Regions from separate parts of the Sus scrofa genome. Here region 2 is linked to region 1. The links are chromatin contacts, called in public targeted proximity ligation maps. All regions are on one chromosome and are shown on one strand. The core of a region is the stretch at or near the end of the contact, and the rest is flanking DNA. Distances in the headings are between cores, read along the strand shown.

Region 1 (6,153 bases), core at 1,780-4,279:
GAGCAGAACTAAAAATCCACACTGCTTGTCAAATAAAAGATTCCCCATCATAGACGTGTTCAAGCTGAGGCTACATATCTAGAGATTTTGTAAAGCAGACTCATTTTGAGTGAGAAGTTTGGTGCGGACAAGTTTTAAGTTTCATCATTCTAAGCCAAATAAAATGAGAACTATTTAAGGAGTAATACGATTGCTAACAATTTTCAGCCCCCCTTGCAGGTCAAGGGGGAAATGATGGATATTGGGGACAGAGGTAGATTTTGATAGACATCTAATTCATACAGCTCCTAATTCATCCACATGAGACCTGCCTCCCAAAAGTCCCTCAGGTCCCCGCCATGTAAAATAAGTTGCTCGACAATTCACTTAGCCTGGTGTCCAAGATCATTTGATTTATTCCCTACTTACAGAGATGCTGTTCTGGAAAGATGCTGAAGGGGAATAAATCATATTGGTGTCAAAACTATAAACAAGTCATTCACAAATATTTTATCTCCAGCCCAGACCCAGACCTTGCCTTTGAGGGCCAGATGCACACAGTCAACTTACAACTTACCATCTAACTTCAACACTTCCTAAAACAAACCTGTCATGTTTTCTTCCCCCACAACTTCTAGCATTCCTCATCTTGATGAATGACACCAGCATCCATCCATTTGCCCAACTCAGAACCCTGGGGTCATCTGTGCCCCCACTTACTCCCTCCCTCCTCATGTCCTGTTAATTTGACATTCTAAACACCTCTTGAATGTATCTACTCTTTTCCCTCTCTTCCACCACTCACTACCTTGGGCCAAGCTTCCATTACCTGTTGCCTGGACCACTGCAGTGGTCCCCAGTGCTCTTCCTCATCCAGTCCTGCCCTCCTCCCATTGCTCACTCTATGAGCTTTCCAATACTCCTAAAATGAAGCTCAAAATGAGCTACAAGGTGCTGTGCTGTCTGGCTCTGACGAAGAGCTCAGCTCATCTCCTTCCTCTTCACCTTGGTCATGTTGACCCTCTTTTTGTTTCTTGTCCTCTCACACTTCCATCCATCATAGGGTCTTTTCTCAGAGCTTTCCTCTGCCAGGAAGACTCTTCCCTCCTTTATAGGCCTCCTTAGGTCCTACTCATACTTCTTGGGGATCACCTGAGAAGCATCACCATTTCTTCCCGGAAACCTTGTTACCTCTCAGGCCAGCTCCAATGTGCCTGTTTTAGGTGCTTAAGGCAACAATTTACCCTTGTCACAGACAAAGATGTATATTTGTGTGTGATTATTCTTATGACTGTGTATTTCTCCCAGCAAGCTACAAAATACACATGGGCAAAAACAGTGGCATTTTTGCTTTCCACTAGGTCCTAGAATGTTGCACAGTGCCTGCAACATTATAGGTGCTCAGTAAATATCTGGCTAATAATTGACTAATCAATAACGATGAATGAAACCAAGAATAAATGCTGTGTGTGCTTGTGCAAGTCTCTTGATCTCTCCTGCCCTGATTTTAACTCTGTGAAATTTGGAGGCAGAGGAAGCAGATAAGAAATGAACAGGAGAGGGAATCATATGGCATCTAGCATTGCCAAGGACTCAAATCCTTTTGTTCCAAAAGGCAAAAATTTAAAAACGCTAATAAAATAAAAGATCCAAACAGAAAGTTGTGCTCCCGCTAAGCTCACAAATACATGCTTTTTCCCCCCATAAATAGAACAAACAGATGCAATCTGCAAGCCCCACAGCACATCTGCGCAGATAAGCAGCAGCACTGGGGTGTCCTGGGAAAGAACTGCTTTGCATACTTGCCCACGTGTGCACAGGCTCACACGTTCTTTCCAGAGAGCCATCCTTCAGAGAACTGGGCTTGTGGTCTTGGATATATTCTTCCAGTTCACCTTCAGTCCCTGTGTTTGAAAAATACATTTTTTAAGACGTTTTCAAGAAAGTGTTGCTTGCTGGAGGGCTTCTTCCCTCCTTGCCACCCTCCCTTCCTCAACCTCTCACATTTGAGTGTTGTCAAGTTATCATGTGTTGACTAATCAAAACAACGGGAATATGAGAAATGACTACAAGCTCTATGCCAAGTATGAAAATTGCCTGAAGGAGGTGGTGGCACCAGCCAATCAAAGACTCAACTTTCTTTCTGAGAAAATAGGACTTTGATTTACTTACAGTATTTTCTCCTAAGGATCTCAAAGTCTTTTTTTTTTTTTTTTAAGTATTTAAGAGATTACCTGGTAAGGAGTTTTCTTAAGCCAGGCAGACAAACTAAGGCATGTGGCCCCCTTTGTTAAAACAAGGCAGTAGCTGAAATCAATTGAAAGTGATTTCTGTATTCCCACAGGAGACAATGCTATGAAAAGAGGTGGGAATGGGAATGATTTGCTCTGGGAGCCCTGGCCACAGAGCCTTTTAATCTAATTTGCATATGAGACCCAGGAGTTCCTGGAATTACACTCCCATGTGGCCCCTATACGCCCACCCCTGTTTCCACCACGGACTATGTGGTGCTTTTTATGGTAACTGAACATTAAGCTTAATAAAAGCAGCAAAGTTCAGCTAAATCGCTTAGAAAACCAGGCATATGAATACACCATGGTAAAATGGTGACATCTGCAAGAGCCTTCGGTAGTTACTGACACAAACAAGGGAATACTGTATCTACTAGCAGTTAAGCCAAAAAAAGAAAAGAAGTTAATGTTTCCTACTCAATATATTTTCTTCATTCAAACTTCAGACAACCTCACCCTACCACACCCAGCTACTTGTGACTGGTTCCAAAGAGTGACACCAGCTGATGAAAGATGACATTCTTGCAACTCTTTCCCTCCAAAGACTTATAGTGAGACTTCTCCAGTAGACTATACACTGCATCATCTGTGTTCATAGTTCTGTCCCTGGAGAGACAAGCTCCAAGGCGAAATCACCCTTCCGAGGCTGCTCCCCGATCAAACCTTGGGAAGTGAAACCAGGGCCATACAGATCAGCTCGGACTGCTGGCTCCCCCTTCGGAAGCTGAGTCACTGACCTGGCCAGTTCGCTTCATTGCTTGGAAAGTGGTCAGACTGAACAGGACATGTAGTGATTAGTAATTCAGACGGGTCTCAGAGCTTCATGTTTTTCACTGTCAGGCGCCAACTGCAGCCTTTTTTCTTGGAGTCAACAGGAAGTGAGAAGAGCAAGCCAAATCTGACACCACTTGACGTAACCAGCAATGGACTTCAGCCCTCTTTTCTCCACCCAATAACACAGAGATTTTGAAAGTGAGTCCCTCTAGTTAAACACATAAACCTAATACTGGGGGTAGAATAAGGAATTAAGCATTGAAGAAAACCTATTTTGACAACTCAAACTTAACCCTTTTTTCTTTGCTGGGTTTCATTTAATAAAAAAGTAAATTAAAAAAAAGTTAAATCTCGGGTATAGATCTGAAAATGATAAGAATAAAGAAATCATATTTATTAAATTAAGCTACTTCTCATACTAATTAGAAAAGGATTGTCACTGAGGCAGACAGAACATCAACTTTCCTGATGAATTTTTTTTTCATCATGATGCATTTGTGAAATATCCTAAACTGGGCAGAGTAAGACATGGCCACGTAGTCAAACGTGAAACAAATAGATTTTTATGAAACATTTCCCATTTCTGGTTACAATTACTGTTGAGATGATTGATTCATGTCCAGCTATTTCCAGCTACATTTGTGGTACTGGCAATGAGATTTAAAATTTGATCATTTTACATGGACTGTTTGGTGAAGGAAAGGAATAGGTCTATGTCTTTGCACTTACCCCTGTTTTTCTCTATTTTCTGTCTTCCCTCTCCAAGCCATCCCATTCCTAGTCCCCAGATTACTTTTCCTAAAATATCACTGCTGTGCATTTATTCACTCGAAGCTGGTTGAAACCTGACCACATGTCAGTGGTCACTTAGCTAAACACAGACAAGAAAAGGTAAACATGATGGTTTCACCCTTGGAAAATTTAGAACCAGCGATACTTCTCTAGTCAAAGTCTTCTGAATTTTCCCAGGACTATGAGATCCAGTTCAAACTTCAACCTGGTGGACCCGAATTCCCACATTCAGCCCTTACCAAAATTGTCTTCTCGCCAAGTGCCCACGGTCAAGCCCAAACGTCTGCCTCTCCATCTCATTGTCTAAAATGACCCTTCCTTTGCATGTCCAAATTTCCTCAGAACCTGTAACTCACCTTTCACAAGTCCACGTCAAATCACCCAGCCTTTCCCTTCTCCTAAATTCCAAAAGCCCAGATTATCAATTTTCAGTTTGACACTACCCCACATACACTATTCCAACCATAATTTAACTCTAAATACATACATACATACATAAGAATATACCTATATACATATCTGTATATTAAGGAATTAAAGGACTTGGGAAATTCATTCTATAATGAAACCTGGGGCAAATGCTCCATTGGTGTAAAGAGGCTGGGATTATTATTTCACAAAAAGGGGGAGGCTGTCCAAGCCATGTTTTTTAGAAGGGATACAAACTTCTCGTGTAACCCAGATAGGATGATCTTTAAAGAAAGTTCATTATTAATATAGGAAGTTTAATTTATTTCATGAGAAACCAGTAGCTCCCAGAAACAGAAGCCCTTAGTCTTTCCCAAATCCATCTGCAAAGCCCCAGAGTTTCTCCTTTCTGCTTCCCCTTCCCTGATCCTCCACCACTCACACCCCCACCTGGCCCCAAGGAGACTCCAAACATTAGCACCTGGCCATTTAGGGTCAAAGAAAGGAAAAGTGGAGGAGTCTACCAGGGCTTCCTTTTCTGTAGGGATAATGGAGGTGCCCTAAGGAAAGAAGACATCAAAATGTGGAAGAAAACAGGAGAGGTTTTCCTGGAGCAAGAGAAGGAGAGAAGAGGAGCTTGGGGCATGACTGTGTGGAAATGTGGAAAACACCTGGAACACCTAGGCCACCTGGCCCCATCTCTTCATGTGGGACAAAGGATTAAGTTGGCTCACCCAGTTCCTCATTATCCCCATCTTCTCCATGTGATGTATGACTCTGAGGCAATTAATTACCCAAATTCTTCAGAAGGAAAAAGGAAAAAAGAACAGTAATCACGAATGTGGAATGAACCACCCCGTACATCACTGCACATCGTAAACTAGTCTGAAGGACATCCCTGACAACGACTAGGGATCTAGGAAATGATAAAGCTGAGTACCACCCTGCTCCCCAGCTCCACTGCCAGCTTCCAACACCCCCAGCAGATATGCTGAAGGCCCAGTCACACCCAGCACTGGAGGAACAAAGACACCCCCACTTTGGGGAAAATGAGGACATTAAAAAGAAGGCTTCCTTTGACTACCTTCTCTCTGTGTCTCCCCACTTGCCCACTGATGTTTCAGTCCCAATGTAAACACTGTTCCATCTGACGAATCATCTTCAGCCTTATGAACTATTGTGTCAAAATAGTTTCTTAAAATATGTGCTGAATGAGCATCACTTTTTTTAGCTGCCCAAAGGGCTCCTGGGCAGCTATTCCATCCCAGATATACTTCTACCCGGGGACCACACAGAAGGCTGGTCCAGTCTAGCAATAATTTTTTCTTTCTAGGTGCCCACAGCTTTGAAGCCAACTGTCATGCCTCTTGGTTACACAACAGTATCAAGCATGGGGTACGCCAATACTTACGTTCTCCATCGTGTAGGCCTGCTACAGTCATTTCATGTGTGTGCCAGGAGTCAATGTGTCTTTAGTCACTTTCTTTATCTGTAAAACAAATAATAATAACACATACTCACAACCATAGAGTGATAAAGATTAAATGAGTTGGTGTGATCTTACTGTTGAGACCAGGTGTTAGAAAAATGTTCTGCAAAGGACCAGATAGAAACTGAAGTTTCACAGGTCATGCAGCCTATGAGTCAATACTCACCACTGTCATTGTAGAGCAAAATCAGTCCCAGACAAATGAGCATGGCTGTGTTCCAATAAAACTTTATTTATACAGAGAGGCAGAAAACCAGATTTGGCCCATAGGCAGTAGTAGTTCAACGGCCCCTAGATTAAAGGATAAAAGTTCAATACATTTAGTATGATTCCATTAATTACCTAATCAATACTGGCACTTCTTCGTGTGCACATTTTATTTCTCTTTTCGGGTAACATCCAGAATTGAATTCTGGGTAC
Region 2 (6,153 bases), core at 1,307-3,806, 510 kb before region 1:
TGTCTTTGCCTGAAGCCATTTTAAGTAAGATGTGTCCCACCTCTATTTCCCTAAACAGGAAAAGACGTAGATAAAGATGAGTCATTATGTTCACTCTGTTAACAAAATGATACATTTATTTAGAAAAGCAGCTTACAGTAACAGTTTATTTGTCCAGACAAAAATTATTTTAACTTTTGGCTTTACCTACGTATCAAGATAGATGAAATATTTGTCCTGAGTTGCATAAGTCTCAAAGGAAACGGAACGGGTCTTTTTTGCCAAAAAAAAAAAAAAAAAATCAACGATAAATGATCATTGAGGCTGCAGAGTAATCTAAGCTGAAAGAATATAGAGGAGAAGTGATTTCTCTAACAGCCATCCACAAATAATTCCTTAGAAGAATTGTTGGTTGCTGTTCTGTCTGATAACCGATGCTCCTGACACAAAAACCATGTGTGAGTCTCCATCTCTTTGGTGAATCTGCTTTAAACAATGGATGTGACAAACTAGTGCTAGCATACAAATTCTTATCCGCAAGCCTCACAGCCACCTGTCTGCAATCATCTAAGGAAGACGTGGTGGCTCCGATCTGGCGTTGCTGTGGCTCCAGTTAGATCCCTAGCCTGGGACCCACCATAGGCTGCGGGTGTGGCCCTAAAAAGACAAAAGACAAAAAAAAGAAAAGGGATCTGACCATGACACTCTCTTATTTAAAATCCTTCAACAGACGCCCCCCCCCCAAAGCTTTGAGGATAAAACTCCAAATACTGGAGTATGCAAGGAATAGTTTGGATTCCTTTCTTCTGCTTAGAACCTCCCATTGTCCCCAGCAAGTTGCTAATAAATAGCTACTAAATTGGCTTGAGGTTTTCTGAGTTTTCCTCCTGGGCAGGTTCGGAACATCCTTTCCCTTCTTCATTCATCCTAGAGTATTCAACGGTAGTGTTAAACTATTCAGGAAGTATTCTTTGACCATCCCCTTCAAACTCCACCGGACTTGGTGCTATCACTGCATCTCTCCCATACTATTTATCTCTTTTAATCATGTTTTGTTTAATTGCTTTCTCTTCCACTAGTGTTTGAATTTGGGGGAGAGCAGAGACTCTGTTCCCATATCCCTAGCACACAGCAGATTTTGGCAGCTAGTAGATACTGGCAAATAAATGGGGTGAATGAAACTTGACTAGATTTGAACTACAAATGACTTAATCCAGGTTTCAGGAACAGCTGAGGTCAATTACAATCCCCAGGAACACTTAAGTTTTCCATAGACTATTGTGATGTTCAGCTTCTCAGTCTAGCTCCCTTGGAATACATACTATTTAAAAAAAAAAAATCATCTATTTCAAATTCTTTCCCTATGTAAGACTCACCAAGACACTTGAACACTAGATACACAAGGAATTTCATATTCTTGGCAAATACTTCAAGGTTCTTTCTTCCCTGAAAGGAACCCTCTTCTGTGAATCTAATAGGAAGCTATAGCCCTTTTCTTGTTGTCCTTGCTAGAGGCTATTTAGTGAGTGCAGTATAGTTTTTCTAGAAAAATCTGAGTGATTGGTGGAATAAAACAAAAATACCTCTGGAATGATATCAATCAGACTTATACCAGGAACACGAATTTCTATTCATACGGTCCTCTCATTTCAACATATAAATTGAAAGAAAAAAAATAAAGTTTTGAAATGGAAATATTGGTGTGTCCTTGACCCTTTGGTTTGTTTGCAAGATGCAATAGAGACCAGGAATTCTCTGCTACTTTGTGGCTAAGTGACATAGAGATGGAGAAGGCAGCTTCTTTGATGACAGTTGGATAAAACAATTTTATTGTTCCTACCAGTGATTTTAGGAAAACATAAACCTCACCTAACTTCAGAATACATATACTGTCTAAATAAATTCACAGTTCTCTTCCTAAATAGATTCACCTTAGCAGCACGTTAAACATATATAGTGTGTGTGTGTGTATATCTCAAATACATATACATACATATATGTGGTATTTATGTACGTGTGTCTGTGTGTGTATACAATGAGTTTCCATGACTACAATCCAAGCCTGCTCCCAAGATTATCCAAAACATGTCATGTCAGGAAGACTTCAACATTTTCAACATTCTATAGTCTTTTTTTTCCCCCCTGTTTGCACAGTCACTGTATGATAGTGACTGGGGTATATAGCTATCATTTGCCTTCTGAAATTATTGTCAGAATCCCTAGGGCTTTTTCTTCCTTCATGCATTTTTTTCTCTTAATTAAAAAAAAGTTTATGTATGATATTAGAAGTTACCACTCAAGAGTATTCAAAGATACCACATTTAATCAAAGTGAAAGGAAAGAGCAATGCGGGGTAAATGGGTCTTGGCTTATCCTTTATGTTGTAGTCAGACTGGACGAAACGTCTCTGTAATTGGAGTTTAAAAAAAAAAAATCTGTCATGGAGTGTATGGAATATGAGGGTCCTGTTTCCTCATGACCATCTCTCTCCACCACTCCTAAGCTTAGATATGGACACATGAACATGTAGACAGGAAGTGCCTCTGATAAAAGAGGAACCATCCAGAGCACAGGCTTGCCAACTGAGGAAGAGTTCTGATGAAAGAGCCAAAAATCAGGCTCATGTATCCAGCCTCTGCGATGTGAGTCTAAGGGAACAGGCTTATTCTTGTTGAGTTAAGGAATAACTCATAAGGCGGCAGGGGAATCAGAGTCTCAGACAACTCTGCTTCTTCCAAGAAGATAACTGAACTCTTGGCAGTTCTTCTGGAAAAATAACCCCACTTTGGAAGGGTGGGAAGAGACCCTGAATGCTTTACCAAAACTCTGCCAAACTTGAAAAATATGAAATCCTGTCTTGGAAATTTTATTGATTTGAAAACATATTAGAGTGACATTAAAAATCAGGTTCGTACTTGTCATAAATTAATCTCAGGTGATTCTGAGTATTTTCATGGCAACAGAATAAAAAAAAAAAGACAGAAAAAAAAATAGTTTTCTGCTTCAGAGCTAGGGTTGTAATGTCCTGAAATCAAATACATAATTTTGTCTGATATTTTTATGTAGCCTCTTTCTTCTTCAATGCTTAGAAATCAGCGACTCTAGCCATGATAATGCCCTTCTGGGCAAAAACACCTTAAGGTTTAAAATATTTCACAAATTTTCTCCCAAATTAAAAGTGAGCTGAAAATATTTATTAGACTATTCCTTTTTCTTTTTCACCAGCATGGCTTTGTCCTTGGGAGACAGAAAATGAAATTACTGATGATTTTCCTAATCCAGAATAAAATTTCCTTTTGCTCTGAATGCATTCTCACCAGATGAGTGGGAAATTATTTTTAAGGTTGACAATCTGCTTCAAGTCTTAGAAAGTCTTCGGTCAAGTCTCCAAAGAAAGGAGAAGGAAGAAAAAGCCTGGTCAACACAGATTTGAGATCTCAGTTTAGAGTTAATGGAAAGTGCATAGACTTTAGCAATAAAAAGGGGGAAAAAAAAAAACCCTGGCTCTGCTATTTATTAATGTTGTAATCTGAGGAAAATTGTTGTTTTTGGCTGAACCTCAGTTTCTCCATTTTGAAAATGGAGAAATATCGACAGAGATGGTCTGACAATTAAATAAATGAGTTATTGTCTGTTAAACACCTAGTTTTGTGCCTGACCCTTGTTAGGGGCTCTCAACCAACATTATTTCCCCAAGCCTCCTCTCCCCTTCACCCTATTCTTGCTTTTAGACTATATTGACTCCTCCTTTTTCTTTTCTTTTTTTTTTTCACTGAAACTAAAGAAATGGAAGGCTACCCTGACTTCTGAAAGTTATGAAATCTGTGGTACAACAGACACATCCTGTTTCTGTGTGGCTTGAGTTATTCAGCATTATTAGTAGATCTATCACTGCTTTCAAGCACAGGAGCATTTCTGAAAATTACTCAATAGAAGTCCTTTTAGGTAAAATATTTCATTAATCCCAGATCCTCCACCACAGAGCAATGTGTTATCACTGAACTCTGCTGACCTAGTGGAGTCATCCCTAATTTTATTTCTGATAGCCTTTCATTAGAATGGCCTGAAACAGCCTAAAAATATTCAGCACTGACAACCTGTCCCAAAAGGCAAGTGGCCAAACCTTCCAAAAGGCCTTTTGTGAGATGTGTCTTTTTATGTCACCAGACTTGACAATCTTTTTTGCATGGAAACACAAAGAGAGAAAAGGGGAGGGGAGTAGGGGAGAGAGGAAAGAAATCATTGAACTTTTCTCAGCTTAGTGAGTGCTTCCAAATTGTGCACCAAGTCATTTGCCCAAATTTGTCACCAGATAGCTCAGATCTGTGAGTAAAGGTTGGGAGAAGGACTATCCTAAACAGACAAACAAATCTTTATGTCAGCACAGCCTCTGCTTTCGTGACTAGGGCTTTTAAGAACAAAATATCATTTTTCCAAAAAAGCTGACTATGAAAGTATTTTCAACCCCAGTGCCCCCCTTCCCCGCCCCTGCCTCCAGCAAACAGAGTTTCAGAAACGCAACACCTATCAAATATTTCCTTAGAAATGCCAGATTGCTAGGATTTTTAAAAGTTCTACATTTTTTCCCTTTCTTTTTGACATTTAGACAGATTGAGTTTGAGAGAGGAAGTGACTCTGAGTCCAGACTGCCCCGCACCACTGTCAGAGGAAAGAACTGAAGTCAAATGAAGTGATAATATGCTGTAGAATATTTAACAGAGCGCAAGGCAGAGGAAAATGGCAATCTGGGAATACACAACTGATCCCCAAAATAGACACAGTCTCCATGCCAGAAGCCAGAACAGATGCCAAGTACAGTAGATCATAAAATGGTAAAATTACCTCTGCCCTGTGGGCTGTGTGTTGATGGAGGAAAATGAATGCTCCCCCCCCCTCCAGAGTCAGAGTGGCTGGGTCTTCACTCCTAGTCGTAGTTATTATTTGTCATGGACCTTGACAACGTGCTACTCCTTTCCCTATAGTCATCGGTGAGAGAGCTAGTAAGGAACCACCTCAATGGCGGCTCCAAGTTGCAGTGGGATTCAGGACAGACAAAGTACTATTTACTCTGGGCTCTTGGGTCACATTGTGAATGAAATCAGAGGGTTCTATGGAGGATATGTGCAAAGCTCTTTCCATTTTGAGGAAGACTCAAGGTGACCAGGGGCATGTAGCTTTCTCTCTCAAGGAAAGATAAATAGAGTGACCGAGGAAAAATATACCCCCTTCTATGTGCTTAATAAGCGACCTGCCACCTTCTGGGGGAAAGGGGTAAGCATGCTTACGTGGTGTCTCAGAATGATGTAAAGGTTAAAAAGTTGGCAAAACAAGACTTGATCATGTGCTGAAATGCACAGAGAGAGGAATGATGCTTCCAGGGGGAAGCATCTTTTCAGAGAAGACAGTTACCTCATATTCATGGTGGAGCTGGGGGAAATTTACATTTGAAGAAGGCTTGTTTATCTTTTTACTATATGATCCCCAAAATAGACATTTTTCCTCGCCTTCTGGCAAATTTTCACTGAATCTTTTGTGCTGAGGCTTTCTCGTATGCATGGGACTGTGGTGGCCAGCCATTGAAGGCTGAGGTAAGCATGAACAGAAATAACTAGGAAAGGTTTTGTCCTAGATTTCTTCTTTTTCTTTTTCCTTCTTTTTCCTTTTCCTGATCCCCCTTCAACATTTCCTTCTATTTTTTTTTCTTTAAAATTCAAAGATGCTCTGCAATTATCTCACACAGAGGAAAAACAAAGAAAAATAAAGCAGGTTAAGGAGAAAAGAGTTTGGGTGGGTAAACGAATAAGGAAAAATGACCAAAAAAGAGCCAAAAGAAGTCAAAGCAGGAAATTTTCCTGGGATCATTTATGTTATGAGACAGTACACATTCACGAATATATATATATGACTGGGTCACTATGTTGTGCAGCAGAAATCGATACAACACTGTAAGTCAATTATACTCAAATGAAAAATGTAAAAAAGAAATATATGTGTATTTATACACACACACACACACACACACTATGGAAAGCTTTCCACTAAAATTTGATTACTCTTGATTCTTAAACTTAGAAAAATGAAATGATCTTTAGCCCTGGCTAAAATTTTTTCAGGTGTGTGCTTCCATACAGTTTCAATGAAAAGGGAGTTGCTGTTTGTGGAAAGTTTAAGTTG

Evidence for each region.
Region 2: a targeted proximity ligation map of alveolar macrophages shows a contact between it and region 1. A contact is called at or near these places in 1 of 47 Hi-C or Micro-C datasets (heart right ventricle) and 1 of 2 datasets of targeted methods (alveolar macrophages).

Annotation. Positions count from the first base shown.
Region 1 is chr4:22,228,562-22,234,714 of Sscrofa11.1, reverse strand. LOC106509989 (a long non-coding RNA gene) reads right to left here. Exons shown (of 10, transcript XR_002343142.1): 6 at 5,900-6,024; 7 at 5,656-5,733; 8 at 3,008-5,045; 9 at 1,782-1,883. Among named protein-coding and RNA genes, the nearest start is that of EIF3H, 280 kb to the right of the region's middle.
Region 2 is chr4:22,736,189-22,742,341 of Sscrofa11.1, reverse strand. No RefSeq gene overlaps it. Among named protein-coding and RNA genes, the nearest start is that of TRPS1, 170 kb to the left of the region's middle.